Regions from separate parts of the Mus musculus genome. Here regions 2, 3, 4 and 5 are each linked to region 1. The links are chromatin contacts, called in public HiChIP or PLAC-seq, Micro-C and promoter capture Hi-C maps. All regions are on one chromosome and are shown on one strand. The core of a region is the stretch at or near the end of the contact, and the rest is flanking DNA. Distances in the headings are between cores, read along the strand shown.

What was found. Promoter capture Hi-C pulls out the DNA fragments that hold promoters and counts their contacts. Hi-C and Micro-C count contacts between places; a contact is called where the count stands out from the background. HiChIP or PLAC-seq counts read pairs in DNA pulled down with a chosen protein or histone mark.
Region 2: an H3K27ac HiChIP or PLAC-seq map of double positive thymocytes shows a contact between it and region 1, with 2.2 times the contacts expected there. The contact joins the promoter of Nsd2 here to the promoter of Uvssa in region 1. A contact is called at or near these places in 5 of 39 promoter capture datasets (embryonic stem cells, hippocampal neurons, liver and 1 more) and 3 of 115 datasets of contacts at active chromatin or transcription factors (the 230-238 cell line and double positive thymocytes).
Region 3: an HNF4G HiChIP or PLAC-seq map of pancreatic cancer cells shows a contact between it and region 1. The contact joins the promoter of Fgfr3 here to the promoter of Uvssa in region 1. A contact is called at or near these places in 2 of 39 promoter capture datasets (embryonic stem cells and stem cell-derived epiblast-like cells), 1 of 484 Hi-C or Micro-C datasets (LSK cells), 2 of 115 datasets of contacts at active chromatin or transcription factors (memory CD8 T cells and pancreatic cancer cells) and 1 of 9 other capture datasets (embryonic stem cells).
Region 4: a contact with region 1 is called in a Micro-C map of embryonic stem cells, with 2.8 times the contacts expected there. The contact joins the promoter of Slc5a1 here to the promoter of Uvssa in region 1. A contact is called at or near these places in 3 of 39 promoter capture datasets (embryonic stem cells, liver and stem cell-derived epiblast-like cells), 1 of 484 Hi-C or Micro-C datasets (embryonic stem cells) and 2 of 9 other capture datasets (adipose tissue and pancreatic islet).
Region 5: a contact with region 1 is called in a promoter capture Hi-C map of liver, with 2.6 times the contacts expected there. The contact joins the enhancer-like site here to the promoter of Uvssa in region 1. A contact is called at or near these places in 7 of 39 promoter capture datasets (the 3T3-L1 cell line, embryonic stem cells, hippocampal neurons and 3 more), 1 of 15 datasets of contacts at CTCF or cohesin (the NIH/3T3 cell line), 7 of 484 Hi-C or Micro-C datasets (the G1E-ER4 cell line, cerebral cortex and embryonic stem cells) and 3 of 115 datasets of contacts at active chromatin or transcription factors (the NIH/3T3 cell line, large pre-B cells and pancreatic cancer cells).

The regions. Positions count from the first base shown.
Region 1 is chr5:33,377,195-33,380,116 of GRCm38.p6, reverse strand. It overlaps Uvssa (UV stimulated scaffold protein A), which reads right to left and starts at 1,421. Exons shown (of 14, transcript NM_001081101.2): 1 at 1,115-1,421; 2 at 792-891. The coding sequence starts at 889.
Region 2 is chr5:33,841,726-33,844,511 of GRCm38.p6, reverse strand. Nsd2 (nuclear receptor binding SET domain protein 2) reads right to left here and starts at 1,400. Exons shown (of 21, transcript NM_175231.2): 1 at 775-1,400. The coding sequence starts at 1,371.
Region 3 is chr5:33,720,439-33,723,549 of GRCm38.p6, reverse strand. Fgfr3 (fibroblast growth factor receptor 3) reads right to left here and starts at 1,826. Exons shown (of 18, transcript NM_008010.5): 1 at 1,622-1,826; 2 at 1,039-1,244. The coding sequence starts at 1,141. RefSeq lists enhancers at 1,356-1,414, 1,245-1,621 and promoters at 1,777-1,981, 1,141-1,981.
Region 4 is chr5:33,102,654-33,105,706 of GRCm38.p6, reverse strand. Slc5a1 (solute carrier family 5 (sodium/glucose cotransporter), member 1) reads right to left here and starts at 1,488. Exons shown (of 15, transcript NM_019810.4): 1 at 1,116-1,488. The coding sequence starts at 1,250.
Region 5 is chr5:33,052,042-33,054,810 of GRCm38.p6, reverse strand. No RefSeq gene overlaps it. Among named protein-coding and RNA genes, the nearest start is that of Gm40278, 13 kb to the right of the region's middle. Within about 2 kb of position 1,405, at least 12 of the 459 cell types and tissues checked have an H3K27ac peak or open chromatin away from gene starts, as enhancers often do. A contact at or near this core is called in liver, where this site is marked.

The DNA.
Region 1 (2,922 bases), core at 172-2,671:
ATTGGGTTCTATGATGGTACATGCCTATGACCCCAAAGGAACACTTAAGTGGAAGCAGGAAGATCAGAAATTCACAGCCAGCCTTAGCTACATAGTAAAGAGGTTAACCTGGGCTACATGAGAATCTGTCAGAGAGAGAGAGAGAGAGAGAGAGAGAGAGAGAGAGAGAAGAAGAAGAAGAAGAAGGAGGAGGAGGAGGAGGAGGAGGAGGAGGAGGAGGAGGAGGGAGAGGAGGAGGAGAAGGAGAAATAATAATAATAATAATAATAATAATAATAATGATGATGATGATGATAATAATAGGTAGCTCAGTGGTACAGTTTGCTTGGGGACAGCATGCTTGGGGCTCCTGAGCATCCCTGGGGGTGGGGCGGGGGTGGGGAGGCCAGAGCCACTGACCCAATCATGAACTCTTTACTCCAACGGAAAAGAAGAGGATCTACTTTTACTGACATAGTGTGATAGCTTTATACCTTACAGAAATCGTCAGAGGCACCAAGTTCAGAGTTTGCGCGACATTCTGGACCCAGGTACACCAGGATTACAGCCCCAGAAATCCTTTAGTGGTTCCTGAGACAAGGCCTTACTATGTAGCCCAAGCTGCGGGGAACTCATGCTACTCCCAACTCTACCTCACAACAGGCAAATGCCACCATGCCCTGGTGATCAGATAATTCCTTCCTAGGTAGTGAATGCAGGAGGTGGCAGAGGTGTACAAGAGGGCAGAGGGTCCACAATCTCCACGGTGTGGGTGCTCAGGGGACATTGGCACATTTAGCCTCAATACATACTTGCAAATTTTCTTCAGTTCCTTCATTTTCTGAGCATTGAGTTGGGATTCTCCTGAAGTTGTGAGCTCCTCTATCAACTGTGAAAGTTTCTGATCCATATCTAGAAACAAGGGACGCGGAGATGCTGAGTTAACATACAATAAATACTTCACGGTCTTAGTTTTAAGTTTATGGGGGACTCCAAATACTGGGGATTACGGCAAAGGCCCTAGGGTGTCTCTGTAGGTTGTCTCCCAGGCGAAGAAGGCTAGCCACCACATTCCCACGGAAGGCCATCAAGCCCTTCGGTGATAATTAGCTAAGGTTTTAAAGATGAGACTAACTCCGGCAGTCTTCGGTCAGCTGTGTGGGTGACGTTACCGCGGGCTAAGGGGAAATGTCACTAAATTTTAAGCAAACTGGCCGCACAAGAAACTCGCTCTCTGCAAGCGACAGTCTCTGGACAACTGCGGGGGCGACTGATCCGACCCTGCGGGCCGAGAATCTGACCAGCCACGACCCTCAGTCCGCCGCACTCGCTGCCTCAGGAGACGTAGTACCAGCGTCCCTCAGCCCCGGTGACACGGCCCGCAGGATGCAGCAGCTTGTTTCGCCCACCCCTTCCGGTGTAGACAGAGCTCTCTCTGTTACAGGCCCCAGAGAGCAGCGGGCACACACTCGCGAAGACCCGCGGCGCAGGAGCGGAAGTCACCGCGACGCGCCCGCTCTGGTCCAGTCCCTTTCAGATGAGGCAGCCACCCGTCTCCGTCATTTGCCTGGAGCGGCTCCACAGCGCAGGCGCGAGGACGCGGCAACGCGGTGACGCAACGCTCCTCCAGGGGGCGGGGCAGATCGAGAAGAACTAAGCGCGAGAAAAAGGAGGCGGGAGGGCCCGGCAAGTTCTTAAAGGGGCGGTGGCTTTGGGTCAGGAGTATGAGACTGAGGTGCAGAAAGAAGTTTTGATCTGGGGATCAGTTCTCTGGCCACCAGGAGGCTCGCGGCCTATGTACAGCCTCTGTATATCTGCTAAGAAAGCTCAGAAGGGAATCTGGGCGCAAGTCCGGTTGGGAAGGGTCGGCCCGCCTCCCTGACCGGGTCAGTTGTCCACCCCAGGACAGGCTATGGTGGGAGGCACCGTTGCAAGGCTGCCCTGGGGTAGTGGTGGTTGCACTGATTGGATGTTTTAAAATGTCAGTTCAGTCTCAACGTAGATGATTGTAGAAGATATGTCAGCTCTCGGCTAGAGCTGCTTGCTCCCTTCCTACAGCTTCACAGTGTTCAGGACTCTGGCCTCTACCAACCTCACGCTGCTTCAGCCCAACTCTTGAACGCACAGACCCCGGATACTGCCGCCTTAGCCGGCTCACAACTCGCTCTGCCTTTCCGCTGTCAGCTCCTGCTTCGCTTAGCAAAGGAGAAGCATACACCGGTCTCCCTGTGTATCCGGTTTGGGGTTCGGGTCTGCACCCATAGAGCGGGCATTCAGCCAGTTTGTGTGTCCTGCAGGACGGTCTTGAGCTTCTGGACTAGACTGTTAAAAGCATGGTGTGCCTACTGTCCCACCCACTTACCTACCCTTCCCTGAATCCGGGTCAGTGAACAAAGTCAACTGGACTCCCCCGACACGTCCGTCCCCTCCCCCCCCCTCCCCCGTTCATTTGTGTTGTGTTCAATATGTGAGGATCTGGCAACTCAACTTGTGATGTTTGGAATCTGAGCTCTTCCCACCACCTCTTGGCAGGTCCCAGTCCTCATACACTCGTGAGATTGATCGTGGACTGTAGTTTCTCATTTTACATGCACAGATTGCCCCCACCCATCCCACCCCCAAAATTTAAAGAGAATGAAATGTCTTTAAGATATTATTACATTTTTTTTTATTGGGGGGTTAGAAGGTGGGACCCTCCCTAGTATGATCAGGACAATTTCTGAGAGGTGGTTCTCTCCACCATGTGGGTTCCACTACTCAAACGGAAGTTGCCAGGCTTAGCAGCTGTGTGATCTCAGGAGTTGGAAAATGTCTTTTAAAGAAGTACAAGAAAAGGTTGTGTCAAGCCAGGCTTGTACATATGTGCGGCGGGGCGGGGGGGGGTGGGGGGGGTCCGTCAAAAGTTGAGCTTGCTGCAGACAGGAGCAAGAAGTGGCCTGCCAG
Region 2 (2,786 bases), core at 151-2,650, 460 kb before region 1:
GATAACCTAAAGTGAGGGCTTTTCTTTCTCAGCCTTTGATGAATGAATCAGCACATGCCTGCTTATATACAAAGCGCTAGGCTTACACTAAAACCCCAAAACAGGAAGGTGTGTGACATAGTCTGACTGTCCAGGAGGCTAAAAAGACCACTGAGTAGACAGTGGCACATGTAGAAAGCATGACAGCAGTGCTTCTCCATAGCATAGCTCTGTTCCATTATTCACTAGATGGCACAGACTTAGTTAGTAATATTAGTTTACTTTAATATTGTAGTTGTGAAATTAATATATCTCCACTGAGCAGTTAGCCTAAAAATACCTGAGAGATGGAACCCATAAAAACAGTAGACCTAATAAGGTCATGAAAACTGACAGACCTACATTCAGAAATTATTATTCTTGTTGTTTTTAGACAGTCTTATTGGCAACCCTGACTGGCTTTGTACTCAGAGGTCTGCCTACCTCTGTCTCTTGAGTGCTGGGATCAAAGCCTTCTTAGCCACTTTAATCCTGAATGGTTAACCTCACTAGCCTTCTCAAGTGGCACAACTTGTGGCTGTGGTACTTAATGTCCAGATATTTGGAAGCCCAACAACCAACCAGGAGCCAAGCCTTAATCAGTATCACCTGCACAGGACCAAGGCAAGACGGCAACTGCCACCATCAGGGTTGTTTCCCATCCCTTCCACCTACTGTCAAACATTTATGTATTCTACATAGGTCTCATGCACACCATTAATTGTCATATAATCCAACAGAATCCTTCACAAATACCTTTTTATCTGCAGGACTTGAGATCTTGGACACTAAAGCTGCTTCCACAAGGCCCTGCTCCAGTAAAGAGTCATATTTTATGCTCCTCTTCCTGTTCCTCCTAGTCTTATTATCAGATTTTTGTTCGTTTTCTTCTGACTGAGACACATCAGCAGCACCGTCACCACAAATTGAAGATTCAAAGAGAGGTTTCCCATTCATGTATGTTTTGGTGATTTTCAGTTTAATTTCTGGAGAGCCATTTTTGATAGGTGTAGTATTGGGTGGTGTCCCAATTCCTTTTACTTCCTGGGCCTCAAAACACAATTTAGTATCATGAGCACCAGGTTCTCCATTAAAAACACAAGAAGTAAGATCTTTCAACTTCTCTGCTGGAAGAAAGGGGAGCGCATCATGGCCATTAAATTTCTGCATGACCCCCTCCTGTAGGCTGTTAGAAAGTTGAGCTTTGCTGAGGAATACAGAACATTCATGATTCACTTCACAGTTCTGAGTCTTTCCATTTGCACTGCCAAGGATTTCTGGTGTCTGCTTCATCTTCATGCACTTTACAACTTTCTGAACAGAAAGAGGACTTTTTCTGATGCTAAATTCCATCCAGCCTAGATCCTTTGGTTCTTAGAACACTACAGCATTAAAAAATAAATAAAAATAAAAAATAAATAAAAGGAAGAAAAAAGGCAACATATTACATTTTATACCTAGTATAGGTATGTCAGTATCTCTAGTTCTGAAGATGTTGAGTTTTATTCAGTGTTGTCTTTTGAGACAATTTACAATGTTTTATACAATAATTTAGTCTGTACAAAGTAATTTTAATATCACAAAATAATACAGCTGAAAAGACAAGGAATCATTTGTAAAAGGGAAAGTAGTCGGGACAGGTATATCACCACCAACCAACATGGCAGGATGCCTGACTTAAGAGTTTAACCTGTGGGCTAAAGTGGCGGCTCAGTGCTAAGAACACTTACCGTGTTTTGCAGAGGACCCAGTTTCAGTTCCCTGCAACTAAACGGTGGCTCACAACCACCTGCAACTCAAGTTGTAAGAGTCTAACACTCCCCCATCTGGCCTCCACAGACACTAGGCACACTTGTGGTGTATAAATACACAGGCAAAATACCCATACACATTTTTAAAAATTAAAATAATTAAAAATTATGACAGAGAAGCAGTTATTATTAAAAAGTCTATATGTTGCCATACCAAATTAAGGTAGGAAGTCACCTGTCTGGGGCCTTTCTGGGCCAGAGTAAATTCAAAACACTCCCAGATAACTTAGTGACAGTCTAACTCAAAGAAAAAAAGTACAGTGAGTTAGGGATGTGTTCAGTAGTAGGCTGATGGCATATATACACCAGCCCTGGTTCGATCCCAAGTATTAGGGGAAATGAAAGGGAGTAGGAAATCTATAACTAAGAAATGCTGTCTAAAAGTAAAAATGTCAATGGGTAGTCTTTTTTAAATATATGATTTATGTGCACCTGTGTGTGTGTGGGGGGGGGTGTGCGCGCGCACGCGTGCGCATGTAGGAGTGTCCAGCACCCATGAAGATCAGAAAAGGGCACTGGATCTCACAGAATTGAAATTAACGATCGTTGTGAATGTTAAATCGCAACCAAGGTACTCTGCAAGAGGAGCAAGTCCTTAACCACTGAGCAATCTCTCCAACCCCTTAAGAGACTGTCTTAATGGCACACCAGAAGCCAGCTGTGGCGGTGCATGCCTTTAGTCTCAGCATTTAGGAGTCAGAGGCAGGATGATCTCTCTGAGTTCAAGGCCAGCCTGGTCTACAGATATTCTCATTTTTTTATAATATTTTATTATATTACTCATGTATATGTCTGTGTGTGTGTTGTGTATTTGCAGAGGTCAGAAGGTGTCATATCCCCTGGAACTCAAACAAACTCCGGTACTCTAGACAAACAATGCTCACCATTAACCACTGAGCAATCTCCCCAGTCGATGGAGATTCAAGGTCTGTCTGAACTACAAAGAGAGACCCTCTC
Region 3 (3,111 bases), core at 577-3,076, 340 kb before region 1:
AGAAAGAAAGAAAATGACATTGTTCCAGGAGGCTGCAGCCGCTGGAGAGAGGGGCGCGGGGGCGCCGGGAGGGGCACACCGCCATCTGCCTCCTCCCGCTGCGCCCGCCGCACTCGCACCTCCCCGAGAGGCCGCGCCGCCATCAATGCGCGGTTTGTGGCCGCCGAGGTACAAAGGAGCGGCTGTTCGGGCCTCAGCTCGGGTGGGGCGACAACTTACCGAGCGAAAGCCTCCCTTCGCGCGGCCTCCCGCCAGACCGCTGCTCTGCTTTGCCACGCTGCCACCGGGCACAGCCGGGGGCCGCGCGCGTCGCACCTCCGGGCAACCAAGGGACGCAGAGCGGACCGTGGCTCCCTTTCGCATCCTTGGCCTCCGGGCCCCGTTTGAGGGCATTCAAGTGTCCCATCGGACTTTGGTGGCCAGCGGGACTACCTAGGCGGCGCCAAGATCCTGGGACAACCGCCCCTCATCTCCCAGCGTGCGGCCTGAAGGGCAGTCTGTGCGCGCCCCTGGGAACCGACCCCTCAGGCCGCCTACAGGATAAGAGGGGAGCAGCCGCACTGAAGCTGTCACCTTGTCATGCGAAACCCTGAAGCTGAGCTTTGGCTGGGATACTACTATCCACCCCGCAACGTCCAGCCTTCCTTTAGCTGAAGCAGAGGAAGAACTGTTCCGGGAGAACGGCTGAATCAATAACAGGCATTTTTCCTCCTCTCAAATTCGAGAAGCAACAATAGGAATCGTGGGAAGTCAGCTCGCGCGCCTTCCCAACGCCCCTCTGCCTGGGACCACCGTCACGGGCACCGGTCCACGTGACGCCTCGCACTTGGGTGGTGGCTCCCAGCCTACAGACACCCCTATAAACTGCCGCGTCCGAGCTGACAGCGATCTGCGGGGCAGGGGACAAACCTCGGCGCACTAGCCCCTGTGGTGCTAATCAACCCGACGCCCCTTCCTCACCCAAGGGCTGTTCACCATTGCCAAAGCCCCTGTGATTCAGGGCCGGCCCCCAGAAGAACACCTTGGGTCAGTCCTTACCTGCCGCTCTCCGCACAACTCGCTGCTCTGGACCAGGAGGCTCGGAAGTAGCTCCAGCCACGACCGCCACGCAGAACACTAGCACGCAGGCCGGGACTACCATGGCTCCAGAGCGGGGGCCGCGGCGTCCTCAAGCAGCGCGCGCGGGCATGCTGCAACCCCCCACGCCCGGCTCCGGCGCCGGTGGGAGAACGCCTCTGTGGAGACTACAGGAGGAGAGCACTGAGTTACTCCGGAGGGCAGCGGGGAAGCGCGGCCTCGCTCCTGAACCCCGACCCCCGGCCGCCCCGCCCGCCGACTCCTAGCTCTCTCCCGGGCTGCCTGGCGCCGGCCGCCTCCTCCCAGCCGCGGTTCCTCCCTCCTCCTTCCCTCCCTGGTTGCCGCAGAGCCCTCCCAGGACGGAGGCAGTAGCCGCAAACTTTCCAGAGCGGGAAGCCCGCGCCTTGCCCCGGCCTCGCCGCACTTACGAACCGCTCCACTTCCCGCATATCTCACCCCCTGACTGCTTCTGAGCCCGCCCGGAACCTCCGAGTGCCAGCCGAGTCCTTCACACTAACCTGGCGGCCGCTAGAGCCCAACTCACCACGCGCGGCTCCGTCTCTCGGCCCGCTTTTCCAGGGTCTCCTCTGTCCCAGTGGCCGGCCGCCCACCACTGAGTCCCCCCGCCGGAGTGGATCGCACGGCGCCAGCTGCTCCCGCCACCCCCGCTGCCACAGTGCACTGAACTGGGGCTGCCCGGCGCGCAGCAGCCCGGGCGGGGGTTGGGGGGTGCTCCCGCCACGCCCCGAACACTCCCCTTCCCCGGCGGCCAGGGGGCGGGAGATCCGAAGAGGCGTGGTCAGGCGGGGGCGCCGGGCGGTCCCAGAGGGCGTGGGAGCCCAGCTGGGGCGGAGCAGGCGAGGCAAGGGTCGCACGCTCGACCCCTTGAAGCAATGCCGAGCTCAGGACTGTCTACCAGCACGCTTCTCCCTCCAATAAAGCTGTGCTCAAGGGCTCAGAAGGTTGACTTCGGTGGGGGTCTAGGTGTTAGGGCGTCTTCACAGTGAACTGGCCCCCTGAGCTGAATGAACCCTGTGCAAAGAGCACTAAATCCTCAGGTACAAAGCCTGACAGTTCCAGGAAGACAAATACAAATACGTGTGAACAGGTCTTCCAGTGAAGGATGGAGCAGAGTTTACATGATGAAAGACCCAGGGATTGCACCCTAGAAAAGACGGACACGCTGCTGTATTTATCAAACTAACCAGCTGCCTGCATCCTGCTCAGGAACGATGTCCACACTTCCCCAAGAACACACAGGTTTTGGAAGAAACTTACCCAGCCTCTCGGAATAGCGAGAAGAGCTGGGGATACAAAGCAGGGGAGCCTGCCCTACCCTAAGGCTGCCTGAACTCCAACCTATGGATGTCCTAGCACAGCACGCCCATCATGTGGGACACATTCCATCTGGGGAGTGTCACAATGACAGCTGGTCCCTGGAGGATCAGCCTGGTCACCCCATCATGCTGGCAAGCTGTAGGTCCTGCCTGGCAGAACTTCTGTAACAGCAACCACCCTGTGACTGATGGCCTCTCTACCCTCACAAGGCAGGGAACCTTGTCTCACTTTCAGACAAGTTCCACAAGGTCTGATGAAGCCTATGGGAGCCAGATACATGGGGACCTGGCTCAGTGCTTCTGCCCAGTCTGGCTGTATGTGGCTTGAAGAACTTAAAACTGCTCATGGGGGGGGTGGGGGGGGGAATGGCTCGTGGGTTACGAACACCTTTCACTGGCTTACTCATCACCCTTATCTTTCCCAGATAGCTGAGCAGGGAAAGCCCTGGCCCCAGAACCCTCATGCTCTCATCCCTGTGTGTCCACCCTAGAGCTGGGCAGCTCTGCCTACTGTTACTCCTGCTCTGGCCAAGGACCCCTCCCTGCAGACTGGCTAGAATCCAGTCCTGGGTTCCCATGGCACCCCCAGGCAGCTGCCCACAGGTCCTCTCCCAGGATGCCACCCCAGGGGGTCATAGCAGACATTCTCCCCTAATCTATTGGCAGATTAGTTATCAGTAAATGAACCAGAATGTGA
Region 4 (3,053 bases), core at 239-2,738, 270 kb after region 1:
AACCCTGGAAGGTGAATGGAAGAAGCCTAAGAGATATTCCTAGACTCATAAAGACCTTTCAGACTCAACTCTCAATATTTGGAGGAGGGGATCCTAGGCATAGATGCAAGCACGTCTATTTCAGACGTGGATGAACAGAGGCTGTGGGAGGTTCACTCTGCATCATTTAGTTCAACCACAGGAGAGCAGTAGTCGAGGTGCCTATGCTAGACACTTGCTACTGTTAAGGAAGCCAGGTATACTGATGAAGCGTCCACCCCACAGGTCCCATGCAAGTGACACTTGGGGAGCCTTTCTGTTATGTGTGATTTATACAATTCTTTTTGAAAATAAAAGAAAAAAATCCATGTTTCCTTTTACTCCCTGATGGAGCTCTGTTAGTGAAAGGGTTAATGCCTGCCATCCTTTCCTAACTCCAGCTTCTTCCACACTTCAACCTTTAGAGGTAACTAAAATGCTTGCACACTTTGCCCAGCTGTTAGGTGTGCCAGCATCATAAATGAACTTTCCAAGTTCCAGGCTTTGAAGAACAAGTTTCTCTGGTTTGGTGTGTCCCAGAGTCCCAAGAGGAGAGATATATATACTTCCCTCTTCCTGAGACCAGTTCACTCTCCGTTCACCTGCTCCTTCCTCATCTCTAACCCCAGATGGCCTCTTTAATTCCACCATGCAAGACCTCTGGATTACCCTTCCCCAGAAGGGGGCATTGGTCAGCCATAGGCTGCCCCAAGCACCTGCAGTCTGCAGAGGTGATGACTTCCTGGCTCTCAGCTGTTGCTTTCCCATTGGAAAGTGGATAATTAAGAGGTCAGACAATGCTGCTCCAAGTTGCCTTTCCTGTCCCTCACATTCTATTCTAGTCTCTGTGACCCTCTACTTCCCCCCTCAGCCCAGGATCTTCCAGGGCCTTTCTGACAGGCTCCCTTCGGCATCCTCTACCTTCCTACCTACAGGCCTCCTGTGTCCTGAACTCTTCCCCAGCGTTCCCGGGATATCTCCACTGTAAGCCCATCCTGCCCCTTTGTGGCTCAGGGAAACCATGGCATTTTTGTGTGTCCTCTCATGCCACACAGTCGCCCTGGCCTCTCTAGCCCGTGCCCAGGACCCGCACATACCCACAGCCCGACAGCCATCACCACCACGAAGTAGATGACGATGACTGAGATGTCAGCCGCATTGCGAATGCGCTCGTAGGACGGGATGGGTGCATCGGTGGCAGTAACCGCGGGGCTCAAGGTGCTACTGTCCATGGCGGTGGCGACGAGTCCCTCTCGGCTCACAGGCTCACCGGGGCCACTCACTCCTTATACTGCTTTTGAGTTAATGATCAGCCCCGAGGGAGGGGACCCGCGACAGTGGGGCTGCGCGGCAGGAACGCTGGGCCCCTGTGCTGCTGCGCTGCACCGCACCGTCGGGAAGCAGCTCCTAGGTGTGCAGTGCCTTAAGAAGACCGAGCAAAGCTCAAGAGAGTCTGCGGGCGCCTGGGCGCCTGGCCGGCAGGTAAAGTCTGTTCTGTGAGCAGGGAGGGGCCTGCTAAGGGGTGGTGACTGCCTGGCACAAAAGTCCTCTGTGTTCCTGCAGTGGGCACCTCGAACAGTTGCCACGCCTGGTCTGCCACGGAGTCCCACGTGAGGCAGAAAAGGAGTTGCTACACAGAGGGACCAGAGGCACCTGGAGCCAAGCATCTATAGGCTGGGGCCCATCTGCGGCAGGTGCTTTTGAAGCAGACCTGGCATCTTTGTGGACTGCCGTCTCTGTGAAAGAGGAGTGCAGGACTTCTCAGAGAACTCAGCCAAGTTCTTGGTCTCCTGGAGAAATGGTCAGGAGGATGAGACTGCTGGACGGTGCTGGGAGAAAGTCAGTACAAATCTCTTGACCACCAGCATCACAGACACCCATTCCCGAACCTCTACAGCATTAGACCCTAGAAACAGTGCAGTTCCCCCCGTAAGAGCAATTGCGGGAGCTACCCACTGCGGGAGCTACCCACTGAGGGAGCACAGAAAGAACAACAACCACCTGCAGCCTGGGAGAAGGGGTCCCACTACTGCCATTCCTTTGTCCTGTGTCTTCACTGAAATGATTCAACCAACCGTGGATGGAAAGAGTTTTGTACTGAACTGGTACCGACTATTTCCCTTGTGATTCTCTAAACAATACAGTATGGTGATGTTTCATAGCTTGCATGCCGTGGTGTTACAAGTAACCTAGAAATGATTTAAAGCACATGAGAAGACATGTGGGTTGTATGTGTGTATATATATATATAATTATGCCATTGTATGTAAAAGACTTGAATTTCAATATTAACCGGATCCTGGAACCAAGCCCCCTCAAAGAGCAAGAGACAACTTGTAATGTGCTCCGAAACCAGTTTAAAGTGTGAGAGGTATCTAGTTGCAGTAGCACACCCCTGTGATCCCAGTGCTCAGGAGACAGAAGAGACAAGGCGATCCTGACCGGAGACTGGGCTATGTATATATAGTAAGACCCTGAATCAAAAAAGTGAAGTGGAGCACACAGCCGAGAAGATGCCAAAGACTCTCTGCCAAGGAGCTCATCACACCCTGGGCATTCAGACAGGTACCTGAACCAGAAGCCCAGGCTCAGAACAAAAATGACTAACAGAGAAAGCATGACTGACCCACAGTCACACAGTGAGCCAACAGCAGCGCTGGCCCTGCAGCCTCGGCCCGTGCAGAGCGTCCGCCCTTCAGGACTTGAAGAAACCCAGTCCCAGACTAGCTTTAGAGAAGAAGCACGGAGCGCCTGCAACACCCCTAGCCTACCTTCCTCCCCTTGAGCTTTTCCTCCAACACTGCCTCAGGCTCCAAGGCATGGGGGAGGAGGTAGCAGAAAAAATGCAAAAATTCACAGCTGGAAGTCAGGAGCCTGGGTTCCAAAGAGCCTAGGCCTCAGAGCCTCAGGGCCTCAGGCCGGTCACTGCTCTGTCCCTGCCCATTTCCTTTTCAGTCAAATTGGCAGACCATCCCTAGCTGTCCTCTTTTTTAAAGACCCTAGAATCAATTCTGAGTCTAGCTGGGCTCCTAAGG
Region 5 (2,769 bases), core at 156-2,655, 330 kb after region 1:
TTCCCTCAGTTCTAGAAGCTGCGGGTCCAAGATGAAGGTTGGTTTCTCCCTCAGCCTCCTTCCTTGGCTTGCCTTTCATTGGTCCTTGCTGTCACTGTGTCTGTCAAGTTTCCACTGTTTTACGAGGACAACAGTTAACAGCACTGGCTGCTCTTCTGGAGGACCTGGGTTCAATTCCCAGCACCCGCCTGACAGCTCACAACCATTTGTAACTCCGGTTCCAGGGAATCTGATGTTCCCTTCTGACATCCTCTGGCACCAGGCATGCACATGGTATGCATGCATACATTCAGGTAAAACACTCATACACATAAAATAAGTCTTTGGGAGAGAGAGAGGGAGGGAGGGAGAGAGAGGGAGAGAGAGGGGGAAGGAAGGAAGAAAGAAAGAAAGAAAGAAAGAAAGAAAGAAAGAAAGAAAGAAAGAAAGAAAGAAAGAAAAAGAGAGAGAGAGAGAGAAAGAAAGAGAGAGAGAAAGAGAGAGAGAAAGGAAGGAAGAAGGAAAAGGCAAGGCAAGAGAAGGACTGGAGAGATGGCTCAGTGGTTAAGAGCACTGACTGTTCTTCCCAAGGTCCTGAGTTCAAGTCCCAGCATCCACATGGTGGCTCATAACCATCTGTAATGGGATCCGATTCCTTCTAGAATGTCTGAAGACAGAGACAGTGTACTCACATACATAGAATAAATACATAGAACATTGTGGAGGAAACAATCAGTCGTAACTGAAAGTGTATGCAAACATCCCAGGACACAAGTGAAAGGTGGTCTTTGCGGGAAGTTGTCAAACTGTGCATCACACATGGAACCATGTTCTCTCATCACAGACACCACCATTCAGGAATCTGTGTGTTTATATGCTTATTTATACACACATGGCCATGAGCATAGACAGACAGATGTGTGTCTACTATTGTGTTTTAACTTCACGTGGGTGTGATATAGAAATGATACACATGAGGCATTTATACCTGTAGGTATCCACACTCTAAAAATGTGCATGTGTGAAGATGACTGTGTGCGTGAGCATAAATGTTTCTTATTCGATATTCAGTTGTTGAACATCAGTTCAGCAACGATATGCTGCTACTGTAGGTTCAGTACAAGGCTCTAAGAACAAAAGAGAGACAATAGATGTGCATGTGCCAGGGTACTTGAAAGGCTGGCATGTTTTTTAACACAATGCAGGTATCTGTACCCACTCACACACATCAGGATGTCTTCTTCAATACACAATGGCATTGCTATGGGTATTCCAAACCCTGGATGTCAGGCGACAGTGGCATCCTCTGCCCAGTCTCAGGGTGGCAGTCTGGAAGCTGAAGTGCTGGGTGGCCACGGCCACTCCTCCTCCTCCACCCACAGGGTGGCGAGGCGGTGTTTCCCGATAACAGGGCACAGAGAGTCCAGGCCACTGGAAGCCATCTGAGCTTCACGTGGCTTTATGGTCCCACTGTTAATGTTTGGCCTTGGGTTATTCCTGCTGTGGGAGGAAAGCCAGGAAAGGCAGGAAGGAGCTGGGGGTAGGGGAGATAAGGTGCCGGGCCACCTGCAGGAGGCACCGGCCCTGGCAGCACTTGGGACACCACAGTACTCGCAGAGTTCCGTGTCCTTCAGAAGGAAGGAAATTCCCACTAGGAGAGAGCAATGACGTTCTCTGGGAACATAAGAGAAAAAGTGAAACTTTTGCAGACTGTTCCCCAGTGACCCAGCTGCCCCTCCCCAACCTCCTTAGAGTCCCAAGAAACGCCTACGCCCATCTACATCACTGTGTGCTTGGTTATCTCCCAGAATTCGAGCAGCTCACTACCACCAAAATGCCCTCTTAATGGTGCCTCCTTTAGGCTAGGCATGGTGATACATACCTTTAATCCCAGTGCTCAGGAGGCAAAGGCAGGGGGATCTCTGTGAGTTCCAGGCCAGCCAGGGCTACATGGAGAAACCCCTGATTTAAAAAAAAATAGTATTTCTTTTATCTGGTTACAGCGGTATGCACCTGCACTCCCTGCCATTGAGAGGCTGAGGCAGGAGCATTACTACTTAAGCCCAAGAGTTTAAGATCATACTGGACAACGCAGAGAGGTTCCTACAAGAAAAAACTAAAATTTCTCCATCATCCCACATCCTTTCCTTTCCTGGCTCTATACACACACACACACACACACACACACACACACACCCCGGAGTGGGGGAATAGTCTCCTTAGGAATGTTGCCCTCTGGTTAACGTTTCTAAGTAGTCCCTGTTATAAACACTAATATTAATACTTTAGGAAAATACATTACTACTTGATAGTTTCTTGGTGCTATTCTTTCCCATTTGAAGTCTTAAATTCCCTAAGAGTAAGGATAGATATGTAGCATGTAGTATACTGAGCATATACATGTGCAAATACTGCATTGTTTTATGTGTATTTTTACAGAAAAAAACATATATTACATTTATTTGAATTATCAATTTAGTTTTAAAGCCAAATCAATGCTAATTATCTCCTCTCACTATCAGGAAAAAATAATTCCACCCATACTCAAGGGTTAAGATGTAGTTATATAATGCATACTATAGCCATCTTAACATTTTCATACACAGTAAATTCCTTCATATTTAGACTGCCTTCAAACACAGAACTGAACCCACAGAAGTATATAGTATATAAAAAGGACATACCAATAGCACAAAATGATTTTATTTTTGTCACTGGTGACAAACACATATCACTGGTTTCTTAAATATTATTTATGTACTCATTAAAGTATGTTTACATAAAAAATGT